Regions from separate parts of the Mus musculus genome. Here regions 1, 2, 4, 5 and 6 are each linked to region 3. The links are chromatin contacts, called in public HiCAR-type, HiChIP or PLAC-seq and promoter capture Hi-C maps. All regions are on one chromosome and are shown on one strand. Each heading gives the region's core, a stretch centred on a gene start, on an enhancer-like site or on the middle of the called end of the contact. The rest is flanking DNA. Distances are from core to core; before and after follow the strand shown.

Region 1 (2,771 bases), core at 45-2,544, 2.1 Mb before region 3:
GGGGAGGGGTTGTTTTGTTTTGTGTTTCAAGACAGGGTTTTCCTGGCTGTCCTTGAACTCACTCTGTAGACCAGGCTAGCCTTGAACTCAGAGATGTCTGCCTCTGCCTCCCAGGTGTTGGGATTAAATGTCTGCACCACCAGGTAAAACAGATTATTATTAAGACATAGATAAGAAAGATGAGACAGATTCATTTAAGTTGTTTACTGAACATTGACTAAAACTCCAATCCCCTAAATTCCCTCCAGCTCACTAGCTTCCCTCCCCCAGATACTTACTCATTCCCACTATCCTGATATTCACACTGTTCTCTCTACACTCTCTCCTCCTTCTGTTTTCTCTGTTCACTATCTCCTGCTATTACGTTTTAAACCTGACAATAGTTCTGCTATACTGCCTCAACCTTCATTTTGTAGCTCATGACCTTAGTCTGACCTAATGTTCTTTGACTATAACATCATGTTGCTGTATGGAGCCTCGAGACCTATGGAAATTCCCTAGACTTCCTGCCTCTAGACCCAGCCAATCAGCTTAAAGGTCATACAGTACGGCTTTGTCTAGATAGCCAAATGCACCTGTTCGTGGGTTTTCCCATATAAAAACTGGCCCTGAAAACTGGCTAGGGTGTGCATCCCTGATTAATCAGTGTTGATATGTGTGTTCAGTAAACCGTTCCGATACCCTACTGACATTGGTGTCTCCCAGTGGTTTGTGTGGCTAATCCTTAACTTCAACAATATTCTCTCCCCTCTCGCAGACAGCCCTGGCTATGCAGTCTACTTCCTCTCTATTTTGGACTCTTCTAGATGCCTCTGGCTGTCCTCTCTCTCATATCTACAAACAAACAAAAAGTTTTCGCTTGGCCGTACCACGGAGCGGTCATGTCGTCAGTTTATGCACGTTCCAGCCCCCAAAATAGTAAAGATCTTTTTAAAAACTGCTCATCCCTTCCCAATATCCCTCTGCCTTCTGGTGAGCCCCGGGTTCGATCCCTTCGCTCTCAATCTTCCGAGGGCTCAGAACTATCTCCTCCTACACTCTTTCCAGAGTCTAACCGCTTAGGCCCTTCCCCATGCTTCCACTCAAGTTCAGAAATATCCAGGACTGTAAGGCACTCAAAAACTACTCTTTAGAGTGGCCCGGAGCACCAGAGACTCCGCCCACTTCCAGAGCCAGCCAAGATGTACTGCAGTACTGGCCAATCAGATGCGGCAGCGCCGGTGAGCAGGAGGCGGGACTTCTGGCAGACGTGCCAGTAGCCCTGCCCGTTAGCTTCTCAGCACTGTGTGTCGGGGCGGTCCTTCCGGCCAGTGTGGGGCCTCACCGCGACGCCGCGGTCATGAGCCGGCCCAGCCGGTTGCAGAGGCAAGTTCTGAGCCTGTACCGCGAGCTGCTGCGCGCCGGGCGCGGGACGCCGGGCGCCGAGGCGCGGGTGCGGGCCGAGTTCCGGCAGCACGCCAGCCTTCCGCGAACCGACGTGCTGCGTATCGAGTATCTGTATCGCCGGGGTCGGCGCCAGCTACAGCTGCTGCGTTCGGGCCACGCCACGGCCATGGGTACCTTCGTGCGCCCGCGGGGTCCGGCTGAAGAGCCCGGCGACGCGACAGCCCCGGGGACCAGGCTGGATGATGGTGGTGCCCCAAAGAATTCTTGTGAAGATACAGGGGCGCGGGAGACGCGATCCGATGGACGGTGACAGACAGACCTAGAGGAAGGTTCCTTCTGACAGTTTGGGGAGGATCGTGAACTCATCTAAATGGAAGCTGAGATGTCTTGAGAGATAACCGAATTTTCCCGATGCATAGTGAGAGATCAGACACTCCCTCACCAAGGAGGTTCCGGGCATTCTGTGGCACTGGCGGACTGCATAAGACATGCTGTGATACACCAACCCAAAGTCAAAGAGAGAGCACAGGCGCACTTTCTCCTCCCATCGGGGCCGTGGCACCTCTTGACAGACAGCTCTCTTGACTTCTTAAGAACACACCCACCTCCTCACTCCCCGCCCCTTGCTGTTTTTAACGTGGAGAAGACAGACTTTTTGCCGCGCTCGTTTAATAGAATACCCTGATGAACCGTGAGAAACTTGGCAGTCTGACTCGTTGTGAAGAACCGGGTTCATGAGGGAGATTACACTAGCTCATCTCAGCTGATGAGCCTGAGACTCTTGGAGAATCCCTAGTCCCTACTCCTGTTAGTCCTCAGGATTCTTGCATAAAGGAAATAAAAGTGAGGTGTGCTCACTTCCTTGTTGTCTTAACAATCTTGTTGATTCTTTTATTAGGGGTCTTTGCTTTTTCTTTTGAGACAGAGTCTTGTTATATAATATAGCCTAGGCTGGTCTCAGCATTCACCTCCTTCAGACTCAGCCTTCTAAACTCTGAGATTATAGGCATGTACGGCCATGCCAAGGTTGAAGAGGCAGGTGGGAGCAAAGGGGACCCAGCTAAGGCTTGGTGTGTGACAGAAAAAGATTCTGTGACACTTTTTACATAAGACTTTGACCTCACTTGCGTAACCCCATCACAGGAGGCTAGCTCTCTGCTCATCTCTCAGCTTCAGTTTTATTTAGCAAGGTGATCCTGGTTGCTTTAGTTTTTGTTCTTTTTAAGACATGGACTCACTTAACCCAGGCAGGCCTCAAACTGGTCATGTAAGGGATAATGGCCTGCAACTCCTCCCTTCTCCTCCAGATCACAGGCATGTTCTACCACAACATATGTTTGTTGTTTGTTCTGTTTGTGGCCTTGTGCTTGCCAAGCAAGTGCAAT
Region 2 (2,957 bases), core at 35-2,534, 2.0 Mb before region 3:
GTTGAGCCTGAGGTCAGACTGCTCAGTGTGGCAGGGAGGGGTGTGGCAGAGAGGGAATCCACATTAGTCATCACCAAATGATTTATCCGCTAAGGCTTAGGCCTGGGTCGCCACCCTCTGTGCTCCCGCCTTTTAGAGTTTCCGGTTTCGACAGGTTAAATCTTGCTTCACACACACACACACACACACACACACACACACACACACACACACACACACAGGTTTGAGCAATGATTACCTGGCCTGGTCCCAGCAAGCCCTTAGGTGGCGTTAGTGCAATTACGGTCTTGTCTGCTGAGATCTTATTTGACTGATTATCATATTAAGTTATCGGAGATTCTTTGAACAGGTAAAGCAGACTGGTTGTTTAACCTCAGTTTACTTATACATAGAATGGGGACAATAACAGACCTATCCCACAGGCCTGCTTCGAGGACACACAACCTAGTGAGTGGAGAGTATTTAGGGACCGGCAGGTATTTGTCGATGTTGTTTAAGGATGAGCAAGAGTAAACGAGCTAAGGGAACCAGGTGAGCTCCCAGCTGAGGGAACAACATGGCGACATAGGGACTAACAGAAGAGCTGCCATTTACTATGTATTTATCACTTAATTCTGATAGGGGCTTACCCTAGTGTCCTCTAGGGTCTCATGTAGCCCAAGCCGGTCACAAACTTGTTATGTACTGAGAATGGCTGCCTGCCCTCACCTCCCAGTGCTGGTTTTACAGGTGTGTGTCATCACGCCTGGCTATGTTCCCGCCTTACACATGAGGAGGTCATTACTCAGAGACACCAGGTCACTGTTTTAGGGATGAGCAATAAAGACTCAAACCGAGGTTTATATAGTTCCTAGGGAGTGGCCAGACAGCCAGACTAGAAGCCCAACAGCGACCTGGGTGAGAGGCACAAACTGATGGTAAACTTAAGATGTAGATTCCTAGCATTCGGGAAACAGAAGCAGGAGGATTGTTTCAAGTTCGAGGTTAGCTAGGGCTTTAGGTCATCATTTAGAGGATGTTTAACAAACCTCTGTCTCAAAGTGCACAATGAATGAATGAATGAATGACAACTGAAGTCCTTTTTTGCAACTATATACTGCAACGGTGACCGGGTACCCTGTATCTAGTTCCTGGAGGCTCCAGTACCTGGGCGTTAGAATAATTTATTCGTACTCAAAGCTATTTAATCTGGACAGCGTTGAATTTCCAGCAGTGTGTGTATGGGGACGGATGAGCTAAGCAGAGACTTGCAACCATAACCCTCCCGCGCAGGCGCAGTCTGCAATGGAGGCTCTAGGACCGCGCAGACGACGGCTGGGTGGCGGCAGGGTCTAACCCGGAGTAGCTGCCTGAGTCACCGGCCCCGCCCTCCCGAACCGGACACAGCGGAGGCCCTGCAGCAGGCGAGCAAGACCGCGGACCGCCGGATCCGTAAGTGAGACGGGACACTCCAGTCCAGCACCCCTGCACCCTGTAGATCCGGAATCCGTAGTCCTCAGATCTGGCGAGACCCTAAAGTCTTGGCCCTTGGGGGGTCCTAGGACCGGTGTTCTCAGATTCGAACCATCGGGCCTGTCAGCCCCTCCAGAACACTCCTTACCATCCCGGATCTGACGACCAAAAAATATAAGCCCAAAGATCAGAGAGATACCCGGAAATTATTTTGGGCGTCTAGAACCACAATCCGAGATCGTGGTTCCCATTTGCGGTGGGAAGAACTCCGTTATCCAGGATCCTCCGGGCGCACAGCCATAATTTTTGGCCGGAGCCCACAGATCCCGTAGTGACAGTGTAGTCCCTCTGTCGAGAGTATCTGAATGTCTTAATCCACATTAGGAACTTCCTGGTCAGCCCTGGGTCATCCCTACCCTGAGCTTAATTTTGGAAGGCCTGGATCTGAGACACGTTCGGTTTTACACACCTTAGGGTTTCTACACGAGAATCCCCTGTTTTCCCGCTGCCTCAAGACAGGGTAAAGCAGGCAGGCGCTGTAGCCGAGGCTGGCCTTGAACTGGTCCTCCAGCCTCAGCCTCCCAATTTCTGGGATTACAGTAGAGCGCTACCACGCACGCCCAGCTGTACCCCTGTCCTCATGCCTATATATATGCAGTCAAGCCTGGGCCAGGGTACTTTCTAGACCCTAGGAGGTTTCACATCTCCTATCACCTGTCCAGACCCCTAGCTAGAGGCTCTGTCCCCATCTCGAGGCCTTAGTTTCCTCCCCAATCTAGTTGCCGGAAATGCTTGCTTTTTTTTTTTTTTTTTTTTTTTTTTTTGCGGGAAGGGCTGGGCTCCTGGCAAGGCCACTACCCGACCCACCCCTTTTACTTTACAGGACTCAGCTGCGATCATGTTCTTGGTGAATTCGTTCTTGAAGGGCGGCGGTGGCGGTGGGGGAGGCGGGGGTCTGGGCGGGGGCCTGGGGAATGTGCTCGGAGGCCTGATCAGCGGAGCTGCTGGCGGCGGCGGCGGTGGCGGTGGAGGCATGGGACTGGGAGGAGGTGGCGGAGGCGGTGGAACTGCCATGCGCATCCTGGGCGGAGTCATTAGCGCCATCAGGTAAGGCGGGGCCTGAAGGGGCGGGGCGGGCCAAATAATAAAGACTCACTTAGAGTCCGACCTGAGAATTCTTAATTAGTCTGGGCTGATCCATACCGGAAAACTGGCCCTAAGGGGATTCTAGCGAGGCTGGTGTCACTTTTTAGTACCAGGATTAGTAAACCTGCTTCTGTGGGTCAACAAATAGGATGCAGTTTCTTGGGGATAGGGGCTCTTCTGTGTTTGGGGAAGGTGCAATTCTATAGGATTGTATCCAGCCTTCACTGGGGGCGCAGCCAGTGGATCTAAGGCTGTCCATGGCTTAAGATTTGAGCGAGGTGGAGCTTGCTGTTTTAGGAGAGATCAGAGTCCCCAAAGAAGAAATGGTCCAGAGAAGGTTGTGTGGGGTCTGGAGCTGA
Region 3 (3,027 bases), core at 267-2,766:
TGAGAGGGCAGGCCACGGAGAAGCTCAAGGATTCCGTCCTCAGCAGGAATGAGGGTGGACTGTGAGGCCTCCAAAGTCCCCAGAGATCCTCCAACAATCATGCTCTTGTCTGGAGACCCTTCAATCCTCAGGCAGGTGAGAAGCCAGCTGAATGCCTACCTGTGTGTGTTCCTGGGGCCCCGGAAAGCCAGAGAAAGGACCATGGCCTGGTGGGACGGCCATGGTGGGCTCAGAGGGCCGCAGGGGCGTGAGGCCTGGAGCGGGAGCCCGGCCGGGGGGCGCCTTCTCGCATCCTGCACCTCGGCTGCCACCGCCGCTGAGACCTGAGAGCAGGTAGGAAGTGGGAAGACAACATGGAACAAGAAGGCATGTAGGTCAGGGTCAGTCAGAAGAGGTGGGTATGAGTTAGGGGCAGGACCAGGGGGAGACAGGGGACAGGGCAGAGCACCAGCACCAGGTAGCCATGTACAAACAGAAAGGGTAGCAAGTGGGTTAGCACAGCGTGTCTCTCAACAAATGAGGAGCCAAAAAAAATGAATGAAGCATCACATCCAGAGATGTAAAAGGGAGCCATCAGAGCCAGACAGGGGTGGGAGAGGGTGGGTACAAGGCCAGGGCAGGAGGGATAGAAAGAGGCCAGGAATTAGGAGAGCAAAAGAAGGCAGAAACCGTGTAGAGTCTGGGCAGTAGAACTCAGTCCTTCAAAATTTTACTGGTGGCCAGCCTGAGTCCCTCAGATAAGGCCCCGCCCTCACACCGTCTTCCCTCAACACCAAGGGCCCAATTTCAAGCCCAGTCTACCCACTAGTTTCTTTCTATTCTAAAGAACATAGCAGTCCTTATGGACCTCCCAGCAAACCCAAGGTTATCTGAGAACTCCTTTACATGCAAGCTATAGATGTTTCAACCACCTCGGCACTTTCCCCTGGGACCGACTCCATACTCCAAGACCGCTCCCTGCTCCCTATATGAGGTCTCTGGAACCAGAGATCCTTCTTTTAAGCAGTCTATATTTATCCCACTAGGATTCCCCCATTACTCCAAGACCCCTACTCCTCAGGAAAACAAGGGAGAGGTGTCATTTTTCAACATCTAAGAGTCACGGTCTTTTTCTTCTTTACCCTGAGGTCCTTGCTAGCTCCTCTATTTCTACGCTGGGTCATTCCACAATTGAGCCTATTCCTAGAAGGGCCTGACAGCCAAATCCCTAAATATCGCACAAGACTTCACTCACTAAAAGTGTCCTTCGGAACAAAATCCCCTTCTTAGGAGCCTCCCCCTTGTCAGATCCCCTTCTATGCTATGTCTTGCCACTCCAGGTCCCCTTTATTGGGGCTTCACAGATAAACAACCTCTTCCCGAGCCCTCCCACACTAGGACCAGCTCTTACAGCTCCCACCCCTACCCGGGTCAGGGATGGCGCTGGGCCCACGGGGGGCTGGAGCGCGATGGGGACCCCAGTGCGGTGGGCGAGCGGCCAGCATGGCGGCGGTGGTGGTGGCGGCGGCGATGAGGAGGTGGCCGCCTGTCCCCGGCCCGGCTAGCCTAGCCAGCCCCGCGGCGGTGAGGGCAAGCGGGACAGGCGGCCCGGTGGGTGACAACAGCAGCCGCCGCCACTGCCACCGAGGGGGAGGGGCGGGGAAAGGAGGGGACGAGGGTCAGACCAGGGCACGCGGGGGAAGGGGACAGCAGGTGGACGGGGGAGGGGCGGGTTAACCCTCGCCCTACGGCCCAGCCCCGCCCCGCGTGGCCACCCGCCCCCAGGGACCCTGGCGTCCCGCCCCCCACCCGGCAGGCCCGCCCCGGCCAGTGGAGTCCCGGCGGGCGGGGCCCAAGAGAGCCCGGCAGGCCGCACCTCCCATGGCAACAACCGCGCCATTGGTTGTTGCTGCCAAGAGCTTAACCAATTAGCACTCAGGGCAGCTGTTGCTAGGCGACAGCGAAGCGGCCAGCGCAGCCGAGCCCAAACAAAGGGCGGGAGTGGGGCCTGGCTGCCCCCTCCCCGACTCCCTCTCAGGACGGCTCCCTCGGGCTCAGCCTCTTCCAGGAATCCAGCTATGAAGAGCCGGACTCCGCTGCAACGGCCCAAAGCCCCCTCCTTTCCCTTGCTAAATCTCGCGGGGACGGGCAGGGCGGTTCCCGGCCTGCCCCCCACCCAAGCGTGCCGCCCCGCCCGTCGCAGCACCCTTACCTGAGGGCGTGGGTAAGGGGATTCAAACTGCTCGGGGAGCCCGAGCTCAGACCTGCCCACTGGCTGAGGGTGTCCGGTGGACGCGGCGAGCCAGGGCCCCGATTACCCAGTAATGCAACCAGCAAAATGGCGACCACAACAAACCGGCCCCCCTGCCCCGGCTCCGCCCCCACATCATTCACGTGACCTAGCGGAGCACAGTGCGCCTGCGCCTTAAGGGTGCTGAGCCGCGCACGTGCGGAGCAGCCACCAATGGAGCATGCACCATGTGACCGGATGAAACTTTCCAGGCACCACCCCCCGAAGCACACAAAGTTGATCAAGGGCGCATGCGTCTCGAGGCCACTTAGCAATAGGCACCAGACAGGGGAGACAGATGAGTCTTTTAATAGAAAAACAAAACAACTCCCCCGCCCCCAAAAAATCACAAGCCACACGTGCAACAGTAACAACACACATCTCTTCAATCCAGACAGCTCTGAGTTTCAGTTCTTCACCTTGGGAGGTGGCCTGTGAGGAAATCAGAGGGGGTCGAGTTGTAACCACTTTTGGCTTCTCAGGGCCACAGGTAAGGGAGAGGTCTGTTGTGACACTCACCTGTACACACCGACAACCACGGCGTGGTCTCGCTCATAAGGCTCTAGCGTCAGCTGCTCCTGCGGCTTCATGTTCTCCTGCTGCATCTTCTTCACTTCAGATGCAAACACAGCCTCTGCTGACGCAGTGGAGTCAATGCAGTTGGCCTAGAAAGGAGTCAGGACTAAGTTACAGATTTGGAGACCCAGGCTTTCCCAATTTTCTAACTTCATTAAAGAAGTTTTAATTTGGCTCACATT
Region 4 (2,888 bases), core at 166-2,665, 2.1 Mb before region 3:
GGGCCACCACGTGGTTGCTGGGAATCAAACTCAGGACCTCTGGAAAAGCAGTCAGTGCTCTTAACCATTAAGCCATCTCTCCAACCTTGAACTGTTATGTCTTAACTACTAAAAACTTAGGAGAAGGCCAACCACGCTGCAGCTCTCCCTGCACCTACTTATCAGATCATTATGCCTTTTCCCCCTATATAAACTGGCCCCGGAAATGTTTAGGGTTGTAGCTTACAGTTCCGAGTCTGGGTGATCAATCAGTTGGGTTTTTTTGTTGTTGCTGGTTTTTGTTTTTTGGGGGTTTTTTTTGGGTGGGGGGAGTTTCAATAAACCAGTCCTGTTTAACTGAGATCGGTTTTTAAGCGGTTTGTGCGACGCTTCCCAAACCCCAACAGACTTCTGGGCTAAAAATCAAACCCTTCCAACAAACATTTGATGGACAATAGTATGTGTTAGGCATTAGTCTAGCAACCTAGGAATAACAGGAAATGGGATAAAATTTGTTGGCTTCAGGGAGGGGCTGACATTCTAGTGGTGGGGACACCGTTGCATACCTCAACCTGTGATGCCCCAGAAAACCGTTTAAAGAGAAAAATAAGCCAAAAAATGAACAGGGAGAATGATGTGTGTGCACATCCCTCTCACCCCTTCCGCTCCCAAGGTAGCAATGAACTATCTACAGCTTCATAGCAGTAGCTCCCAAGACTCAAAGCTGGACCAACCCCGCCCCTCCCAGGGCCACGCCCCATGTTCGAATCTCCCAGGCCAATTGTCCCTGCCCAGGCGCCCCAAAGTGTTGGAGCCCTAATGTACTTATGTGTAGCTGTCCTACCCTGGCCAGTCCTGCCCAGTCAGCAATAACACTTGAGTCTGGGCCAAACCCTGTCCGGGTCCCCGAGCAATCCATCCGCCTCACGTCATCCCAGGGAAGAGCAACACTGCAACACGTGACAGGGGAAACTGAGGGCGCATGCGTACAAAATGTTCCTCGTGCTACCGCGGCTACGCCCCAATCACGGGATGGAGAGCAGCTGGCTACAATCTTCGCAATCCTAAACCTCACTATTTGTATAGGCAAGAGTAGGGCGGTGTTGTTCCCGACCCCAAGCCCACGGCTCTTTGGCTTCACCCTACCCCTATATCCATGAGACTGGTACAGCTTGAATAACTTCCCGGGACTGTTGCAAAAGACAGGATGAGCTCCATCAAAGTTAAAAGCTGTGTGTCTATGAACAGAGAAAGCACAGGTTAGTAGAGAAACCCAGCCAGACTCAGTAAGCAGTGAAATAGACAGGCCCTGGCCCCACCTTCCTTTAGCTCCGCCTCTTATCTCCCATTGGGCAATGAGCCTACCCGGAAGCTTTGTGATTGGCCAGCCGGGGTGCCGGCTGCGTCCAATGGGCGGTGGCGCCGGCTTTCCCGCGGCCATTCGCTATTCGAGTGGGTGCTGGCTACAGGCGGCTGTTAAGAAGCGTAACGGACACTGGTCTCCGACAGCATGATGGCTGCCTTAGCGGCCGGAGGTTATACGCGGAGTGACACGATAGAAAAGCTGTCCTCTGTCATGGCGGGAGTTCCGGCGCGGAGAAACCAGTCCTCCCCGCCTCCTGCCCCACCGCTCTGCCTCCGGCGGCGGACGCGACTCGCGGCGGCTCCCGAGGACACTGTGCAGAACCGGGTGAGAGGCTGGTCGTCCTGTTTACCCAACTCCGGGCTTCTCTGCCACCTTGGTCCCGCCTCGGGGCCTCGGTCCCTCCCATCGCTTCTTTATTTGCTCCCTCAGGCGGCTTCCCAGGCCCGCCTGGTCCGGAAGCCCCGCCCCCTTGGCAGAGGCTTTCCCCCTGCGTTCCTGCTGGCTTCAGGGTTTGGTGCTGCCCATCTTTCTGGCTCCACTTAGAGTTGGCACATTGCTTTATTTTAGTTCTAACTCCCGGGAAATGGTTTTGCATTTACAAATCATCTCTAATATCACTTTACTGTTCAGTGAGTGACCTAAGACACTTATCCCTTTCATTCCAGTGTGTCTTTGATTTTATTGGAATAGGGCTGGGGACCACTGCAGCCACCAGTGTGCTGTATCGGAGTCTGAGCGAGAGGCTGGCCTGTTGGCTCTTGCCACGCCTCCTCTGTAGCGCCTCGGGGTAAGGTGTGCTCTTCCAGGCCCCTATTTGGTTAACATTCCCCTGGTTTTGTTGTTGTTATATTGTTGTGGGTTTTGTTGTTGTTGTTATATTGTTGTGGTTTTTTTGTTTTTTGTTTTTGTTGTTTGTTTTTTCCTTTTGAGACAGGATTTCTTTGTGACTGAATTCATTCTGTAGACCAGCAGGCTGGCTGTGAGCTCTGAGATCTACCTTTCTGCCTCCGGAGTACTTGCCTGGCTTATTTGCGTAACATTTCTTGGTCTTCCTTCCTTTTTCTGTTCCTGATTTCTTTCCTGTTCCTTCACTAGAACTGATTTTTATCTACTTACGGCTTAAAATTATGGAGAATGTAAAAATCTTAGCACTGCTGCCTGGGGAGCAGGGTGTACAAAACAGTTCCACAAAATTTGAGTCACAGAAAGAAATGACTTTGGGTAGAAGGAATGCTATTAGTAAAACTTTTTTTTTTTTTTTTTTTGGTCAGGGTTTCTCCGTGTAGCCTTGGCTGACCTGGAACTGGCTGTGTAGACCAGACTGGCTGAGGTCAACTTTTGAGAGTTCATTCTCCCAGAGTCAGCTTTGGCCCCAAGGGCTTTTACCTACGGAGCTATTGGCTACTAGTCTAGAGGCAGTGGGACCTGGGAGAATGGAGTCATAAATGAGGCAAGCTAAAGTCTCCTGTAGTAGCCAACTTTAGTCTGAGCAGCAGACAGTTTGTACCCTGAGGGTTAAGAGGAGTCACAAGGACAAGTGACA
Region 5 (2,803 bases), core at 40-2,539, 2.2 Mb before region 3:
ATGTCTTGAGATAGCCATACTCCAGAATACAGAGTTGAGGGATGCCCAGGGGGTTGTGTGCCCCCCCCACCACCGAAGAGGAACCTGAAGTATAGTTCAGGGAAGGCTTCCTGGAAGAGGAGGGATGTAATCTAAGTAGCATATCTGAAGGAGAGCATTGGGCAAAGAGCAGAAGGGAAGGCTCCAGGTGGAGGGCATAACATGAACAAAGGCTGGGTATTACCAGGCATTGGGTTGCTGCGGTACTGGTGAGGTGGGAGGGGCCAGCATCTGAGTGAGGTGCTCATGATGGCTAGCCACGGAGGATTTCATGCCTGGGGGCCGAGTGGGGGAGGTTGTGGGTGGGTTTCTAGTGCTTCTTGAGGGAGGTGAACCAGAGGCAAGGAATCCGTGGGAAGCCAATGTAGGGGTGAGGGTGGGTCAGGACCAACTTCAACCAGGGAAACATTGGAAGAGAAGAGTGGATGACACAGCCATTCAGGAAAGTGAGCAGATGGATCACAGTGCTCAGAGACCATGAGGGAGGGGCTTATCTAGAGTGATGCTCTGGGCTCTGGCCAGGGGAAAGTCCTCCAGGCTGCCCTGGCTGAGGACGAGGGAGCAGGGGCACAGCAGAGATGCTCTGTGGTCAGGGTGGGACTCTGCAGATGAGGGACCAGGGGAGGGCGAGTGGGGAGGGGAGATGGAGACGTTGGAGCCAAGGATAGAAAGCAGGGCTTAGCAGACAGAGTATCCCACCCCTATCATCCTCACACCTCAGGAGACAGAGGCAGGAGACCAGTAGTTCAAAAGCTGACACTTCAGCATGAGACCCATCCCCCCCCCAAAAAAAACCCAAAAGAATCTGGGAGCAGTCGCAAGATTGAACCATCTACTGGGGTTTCAGTCTTTAAGGTAGAAACGGAAAGCTTTTGGCAGCTGCACATGGAGGTGAAGGTGAAAAATGTCCCAAGAGACTGGTGTGTTTGCTAGGGGAAAGGTTACAGTGGGGGGTTGGGGGGTGGAGAGTCAGTGCCACATTGAACCAATCTAGCAGATATGAGTGTGGACAGGGACTGAGCCCTGGTTCAGCGTGAGTCAGAGCACTTGGCCTCATGTCTTTCCTGAGCTGGTCCCCACTGTGTCACTGCCCGGGGCCCCCTCACACAAGTGTCCTGGAAGTTTATAGGATCAGACACTGGGCATGGAAAAGGCCAGGCCTCATTAGAGGTGCAGGAATGGGGTCAACAGCAAGAATAGCACCCCCCCCATGCAAGTAGCTTCTCTGATGGCAGCAGGGGGGGGGCGGAGCAGGGGGGGGGGACGGGGAAGGGCCTGTCAGTCACCTGAGGTAAGATGATGTTAGGATCAGGGTGAAGACAGGCTAAGAGTAAACTGGAATTCTCTCGGTTTGGTACAAAGAATGTTCTGGTGAGATGACAGAACCTATTTTTCATGGTGGAACTTGAGACCTTCAAAATGCCCACCATTAACCATGGAGATGAGGCACTCAGCTCCCCAGTCCTGCAGCATCCCGAGGTCCTTTGTCATTTTGTTACTCTCGAGTAGCTAAGATCATGTGAGGCTATCAACAAATCACAGCATAAGCCTTGGGCCATGGGAGTTAGCAAGTGGGAAGGCTGGCTCAGTGCCACCTAGGAAATACCCACTCCCACCTTAAGGGGGAGCCAGAGTGCACCGTTCATAAACCTGTTGTTAAAATTTGAACTGTGTGCTAGGTCATGGGGCAGATTCGGGTACAAGTCCTGCCCTGCCCTGCCCTGCCCTGCCCTGCCCTGCCCTGCCCTGCCCTGCCCTGCCCTGCCCTGCCCTGCCCTGCCCTGCCCTGGCAGCATTTGTGACACGCACAAATGTTAAATAGGGATGTGTAGGCAGCAGAGGTGGATTTGACTCCAGCTGAGGAGTTAAGTCCCAAGCCGAGGCTGGAGGTAATTAGCAAGCAGTGGGAACAGTGTTCAGTGGACATGGAACGGCATATGATAAGGTATGCATTGTGAGAAAAAGGGAGAGGGAGGGAAGCCAGAGGTGAGATGGAGTGAGGGAAGGGAATTGTCATAATATCAGGCAGGAAGCGGGCGATGTAAAAGCCCTGTAAATTCACCAGAGGAGGGAGGATTCCATTCTAACTGACATGAGAAACCACTGAAGGTTCCTTCTGTCTTGTTTTCTTTGAGTTGGGGTTCTCACAACATTAGCCCCAGTTTGGATTCATTGTCTAGCTCAGGTTTCCTGACCTCACTCATGACCCTTCTGCCTGGGCCTCCTGAGCCCAAGGATCACAGGCGTGCACCGTCACTCCTGGCCACTGGAGGATCCCGGGCTATGAGGATCTTCCCGGATCTCAAGGAAGCTCCCATGGCAGATTTTGTGTGTGTGGAGGGCCAAGGGGAAGCACGGGGAAACTGAGGAGGAAGACACTGCAACAGTTCTGGCAGAAGGCTGTCTTAGACCAGGCTAGACCTGAGCTGACATCAATGACAGCAGCAGGCTCCTCCTTTCCTACCCCGAAGAGGACAGTGTGAACTACTAGCAGCTGGTCCAGAAGAGAGGGAAGGAAGGTTGTAGAAAGTAGGGGAAGAGGGGGAGGCCCGGGTCTCCAATCCCAGGATCCATCCCATAGAGCTGATTTGTCTGTAGGAAGAAGTGACCTTTGGCAAGCCAAGTACAAGGCAGCCAGCAGATAGAGGCCAAAAGAGGCTGAGGCTGTTGAGGTGGATCCAGGCCCAGTACACGGGGCTAGAATGGAGATGCACACCCAGTACCAGCCTACGACAGGTGTGGAGGCATGTGAATGGAGAATGAT
Region 6 (2,700 bases), core at 185-2,684, 2.2 Mb before region 3:
GAGCTGGACCACAGAGCAAAACTCCCAATAGTCTTTCTGTTTTCCACTTATTTTTTCCCTTTATTTAGGAAAAAAAAAAAAAAGGTCCTATTATTGTGGCTAGGGCAATCTAGAACTCATTCTGTAGCCCAGGTAGGTCTTGATCCTTCTACCTCTGCCTCCGGAGTAGCTGGGATGACAAGCCTGCGCCACTAGGCTCAGCACCACTGAGAAGTTTTTAGGGGCCCTTAAGCATCTGTCCCCACCCTATAGTTTACCTCCATCACCAGGGGAAATGGGCCTGACCGGCCTGGGTCTGACGGAGGGTAGAAATCAGGAGTCAGGAAGCCTTCAGAAGCAGAGAATGGGAAAGAGCCCTCTGTATAGGTAGCATGGATGCTAGGGTCCCAGTCTGCAAAGCCTGAAGGGGGAGCCAGGTTGCCAGGTCCGGAATCCACAGTCTCTTGGAAGGCAGGGAAATGAGTATGGCCTGAAACAGAGAGGGTGGTCAGAACCAGCCTGTTATTACAGCCTGGAGACATGGCCAGGGAAGGTAAACCTGGAGTCTCCAGAGGTCCTGAGACACTGAGGAGCTGGGTCCTCCAGTCCTGGGGCATCAGCAAGCTGCGATGCCAGGCCTACTGGATCTCAAGCAACTGGGATCTGAAGTCCTGGAGTCTTAAACCCTGGATGCTTGAAGGACACTATTCATGGACTACTGGGCTACTGAAAACCAACGTCAAATTCCAGGGGTTTTGGTTATAAGACAAGGTGTCTTAGATAGCTCTAGGTGGCCTGGAACTTGCTAGTAAAAAAAAAAAACCACATGACCTCAAACCCAATGGCAATCCGCCCCCCCTCAACTCCGGAGTACTGGGAATATAGACATGTGCAACGATGGCAGGCTGGTCATCAAAATTTCCCATATGGCTCAAGAATAATGAGAGCTGCCTGACTCCTCGGTCCCCAAAGGTCTAAGAGCTGGGATGCCTGAGTCTAAGAGAAGCTGGGCTAGGAGCTAACTTTATTCTTACCTGGCTCTGCCTCATTCACAGATGGAGTCAGTGGCTGGACCAGAGGAGGGGAGAAGTGTCCCTGCAATGTAAAGGAAATGAATTTATGAATCTGGAAGATTCTTCCAGGTCTGTCCCCCACCTGCAGAGCCTCAGAGTCAGGACTACAACTCCCATCTCCCCCAGCGCACATGGCGACTTCCAGAGACTCACCGGCACCCCAGCAGCCTCTGGCTGCTGCTGTCGGCGCCTCTGTTCTTCCAGAAGCTTCTTTACCGTCTGTGTTGGGCAGTGACTACGCTCAGGCCGACTCACTGTGTGTGGGAAGACAGAAGGAAGTCATCAGGAATGTTTAAGTCACCCGAATGCAGCCTCGGTGGCAGCGGTGGGTGGCTGGGAGTGCATGTGGGCGCCCTCCTTTCCTTCGAGCGAGCTGGAGAACTACAAAGCCAACAGAAGATGTTGAGTGCAGGGCCCCGCCTCCGCCATTTCCTTCCTTTTCCTCCACGCTTTTCCTCCGCACCAACTTTCCACCACCGTAGTGGAAACTGAGGAAGTGGGGAGGCTAGCACTTCTCTGAAGCATCTATCTTCTCCGGAGACACCGGGCTCCTCGGAAGCACCACCACATCCGTTAAAAATCCCAACCTAGGCGACCAGGTCCTAACACTAGGAGTGGAGGACTGGGGTTTGCTAATCTCAACTTCCCGAAAAGGCATTTCCAGGTTCCCAATATCTCTGTTTTAACTAGGAGTAGAGGCACACCCCTGCAATCCCAGCGAGGTGGTGGCAGAGGGTCAGGTGTTAAGGCCAGACTCATCTATAAACGAAGTGAGAGGCCAACCTGGACTACCTGAGACCTCTGTCTCAAAACAACAACAAAATGTTTCTCTGTTCTAGAATCTGACATGTGGGGCTGGGCGCAAGGCTGGGTGGATGGTAGAACGTAAGCCCAGAGTCCTCAGCACAGGAAAGGGTGAGTTGCTCCTCTCCAAGTCTTGGGATCACCACTCTTGCTCTAGCCTCTCTGCCAGGATCCACCAAATCAGTAGCGGTGTAGTTCCTCAATGATCCAGGGATCTGGAGTCGCAAAGCTCCCGCCCCCACCTCGGCAAACTTGGGAATAGCAGGGACCAACCATCCCGGAGATGCCCCTGTATCCCATTGGCACAATCCATTCACCCAGAACCCAAGAGTACAGACCCTCAGTCTCCTCTGAGACCTGAAAATCCGGTTCCCTCGACCCAAGAAGAGCAAATCCCCAGCCCAGACTTCCCAGCTCAGACTCCAGCGCGAGAAGGGTTAAAGTCAGCCGAGGACTGACTCGGAAACCCTCGAGACGAGACGCCGCGCGCTGACGTCACGGCGCTAACGCAAGGGAATCTTCCACCTCCCAGTTCCGCTCCGCACGCGCGCGCCGCAGGTGTCTGGCTCGGAGGCGGGGCACGCAGCGAAGCGCGGCGCCCGTGGAATCCCCGCGCACGGGGAATTCCTGTTCGGCCCGGGCACCCTGCACCAGTGGTGCTCTGGGAAGTCCCAGGGCGGGGCTGCTCTCTACCAGAGTGGACTCCTGAGGTCCAGCGCCCGACCTTCGAGGCCCAAACCTGCGTCCATAACCGCAATTTCAAGGATGCAATGCAGCCCCTCCTTGGGTGAAGGAGTCCGGGTCACTTCGTCCTCTTAGAGAACCCCCGGTATCAGGCCTCTCA

The links. Promoter capture Hi-C pulls out the DNA fragments that hold promoters and counts their contacts. HiCAR-type assays count read pairs that join an accessible place to other places. HiChIP or PLAC-seq counts read pairs in DNA pulled down with a chosen protein or histone mark. Capture Hi-C pulls out chosen DNA fragments and counts their contacts.
Region 1: an H3K4me3 HiChIP or PLAC-seq map of embryonic forebrain shows a contact between it and region 3, with 4 times the contacts expected there. The contact joins the promoter of Sdhaf1 here to the promoter of Dyrk1b in region 3. A contact is called at or near these places in 1 of 39 promoter capture datasets (liver), 3 of 115 datasets of contacts at active chromatin or transcription factors (astrocytes, embryonic forebrain and thymic regulatory T cells) and 1 of 9 other capture datasets (adipose tissue).
Region 2: a promoter capture Hi-C map of liver shows a contact between it and region 3, with 3 times the contacts expected there. The contact joins the promoter of Capns1 here to the promoter of Dyrk1b in region 3. A contact is called at or near these places in 4 of 39 promoter capture datasets (cranial neural crest, hippocampal neurons, liver and 1 more), 1 of 115 datasets of contacts at active chromatin or transcription factors (astrocytes) and 2 of 9 other capture datasets (adipose tissue and liver).
Region 4: a contact with region 3 is called in a HiCAR-type map of astrocytes, with 2.7 times the contacts expected there. The contact joins the promoter of Wdr62 here to the promoter of Dyrk1b in region 3. A contact is called at or near these places in 4 of 39 promoter capture datasets (cranial neural crest, hippocampal neurons, pre-B cells and 1 more), 3 of 115 datasets of contacts at active chromatin or transcription factors (astrocytes, embryonic forebrain and large pre-B cells) and 1 of 9 other capture datasets (adipose tissue).
Region 5: a contact with region 3 is called in a promoter capture Hi-C map of hippocampal neurons, with 5 times the contacts expected there. The contact joins the promoter of 4930479H17Rik here to the promoter of Dyrk1b in region 3. A contact is called at or near these places in 2 of 39 promoter capture datasets (hippocampal neurons and liver).
Region 6: a contact with region 3 is called in a promoter capture Hi-C map of pre-B cells, with 3 times the contacts expected there. The contact joins the promoter of Nfkbid here to the promoter of Dyrk1b in region 3. A contact is called at or near these places in 2 of 39 promoter capture datasets (cranial neural crest and pre-B cells), 1 of 484 Hi-C or Micro-C datasets (CD4 T cells) and 1 of 115 datasets of contacts at active chromatin or transcription factors (thymic regulatory T cells).

What each region holds. Positions count from the first base shown.
Region 1 is chr7:30,320,898-30,323,668 of GRCm38.p6, reverse strand. Sdhaf1 (succinate dehydrogenase complex assembly factor 1) reads left to right here and starts at 1,294. Exons shown (of 1, transcript NM_001033140.3): 1 at 1,294-2,260. The coding sequence starts at 1,340. The coding sequence ends at 1,696.
Region 2 is chr7:30,193,480-30,196,436 of GRCm38.p6, reverse strand. It overlaps Capns1 (calpain, small subunit 1), which reads left to right and starts at 1,284. Exons shown (of 11, transcript NM_009795.4): 1 at 1,284-1,431; 2 at 2,336-2,559. The coding sequence starts at 2,351.
Region 3 is chr7:28,178,805-28,181,831 of GRCm38.p6, reverse strand. It overlaps Dyrk1b (dual-specificity tyrosine-(Y)-phosphorylation regulated kinase 1b), which reads right to left and starts at 1,516. Exons shown (of 11, transcript NM_001271370.1): 1 at 1,406-1,516; 2 at 160-323. The coding sequence starts at 1,484. Fbl (fibrillarin) reads right to left here. Exons shown (of 9, transcript NM_007991.3): 8 at 2,789-2,934; 9 at 2,563-2,701. The coding sequence ends at 2,677.
Region 4 is chr7:30,278,937-30,281,824 of GRCm38.p6, reverse strand. It overlaps Wdr62 (WD repeat domain 62), which reads left to right and starts at 1,415. Exons shown (of 33, transcript NM_146186.4): 1 at 1,415-1,669. The coding sequence starts at 1,493. It overlaps Thap8 (THAP domain containing 8), which reads right to left and starts at 1,731. Exons shown (of 3, transcript NR_144498.1): 1 at 1,345-1,731; 2 at 1,126-1,217.
Region 5 is chr7:30,352,432-30,355,234 of GRCm38.p6, reverse strand. It overlaps 4930479H17Rik (a long non-coding RNA gene), which reads left to right and starts at 1,289. Exons shown (of 3, transcript XR_881936.2): 1 at 1,289-1,984.
Region 6 is chr7:30,422,009-30,424,708 of GRCm38.p6, reverse strand. It overlaps Nfkbid (nuclear factor of kappa light polypeptide gene enhancer in B cells inhibitor, delta), which reads right to left and starts at 1,434. Exons shown (of 11, transcript NM_172142.4): 1 at 1,206-1,434; 2 at 1,014-1,074; 3 at 258-469. The coding sequence starts at 263.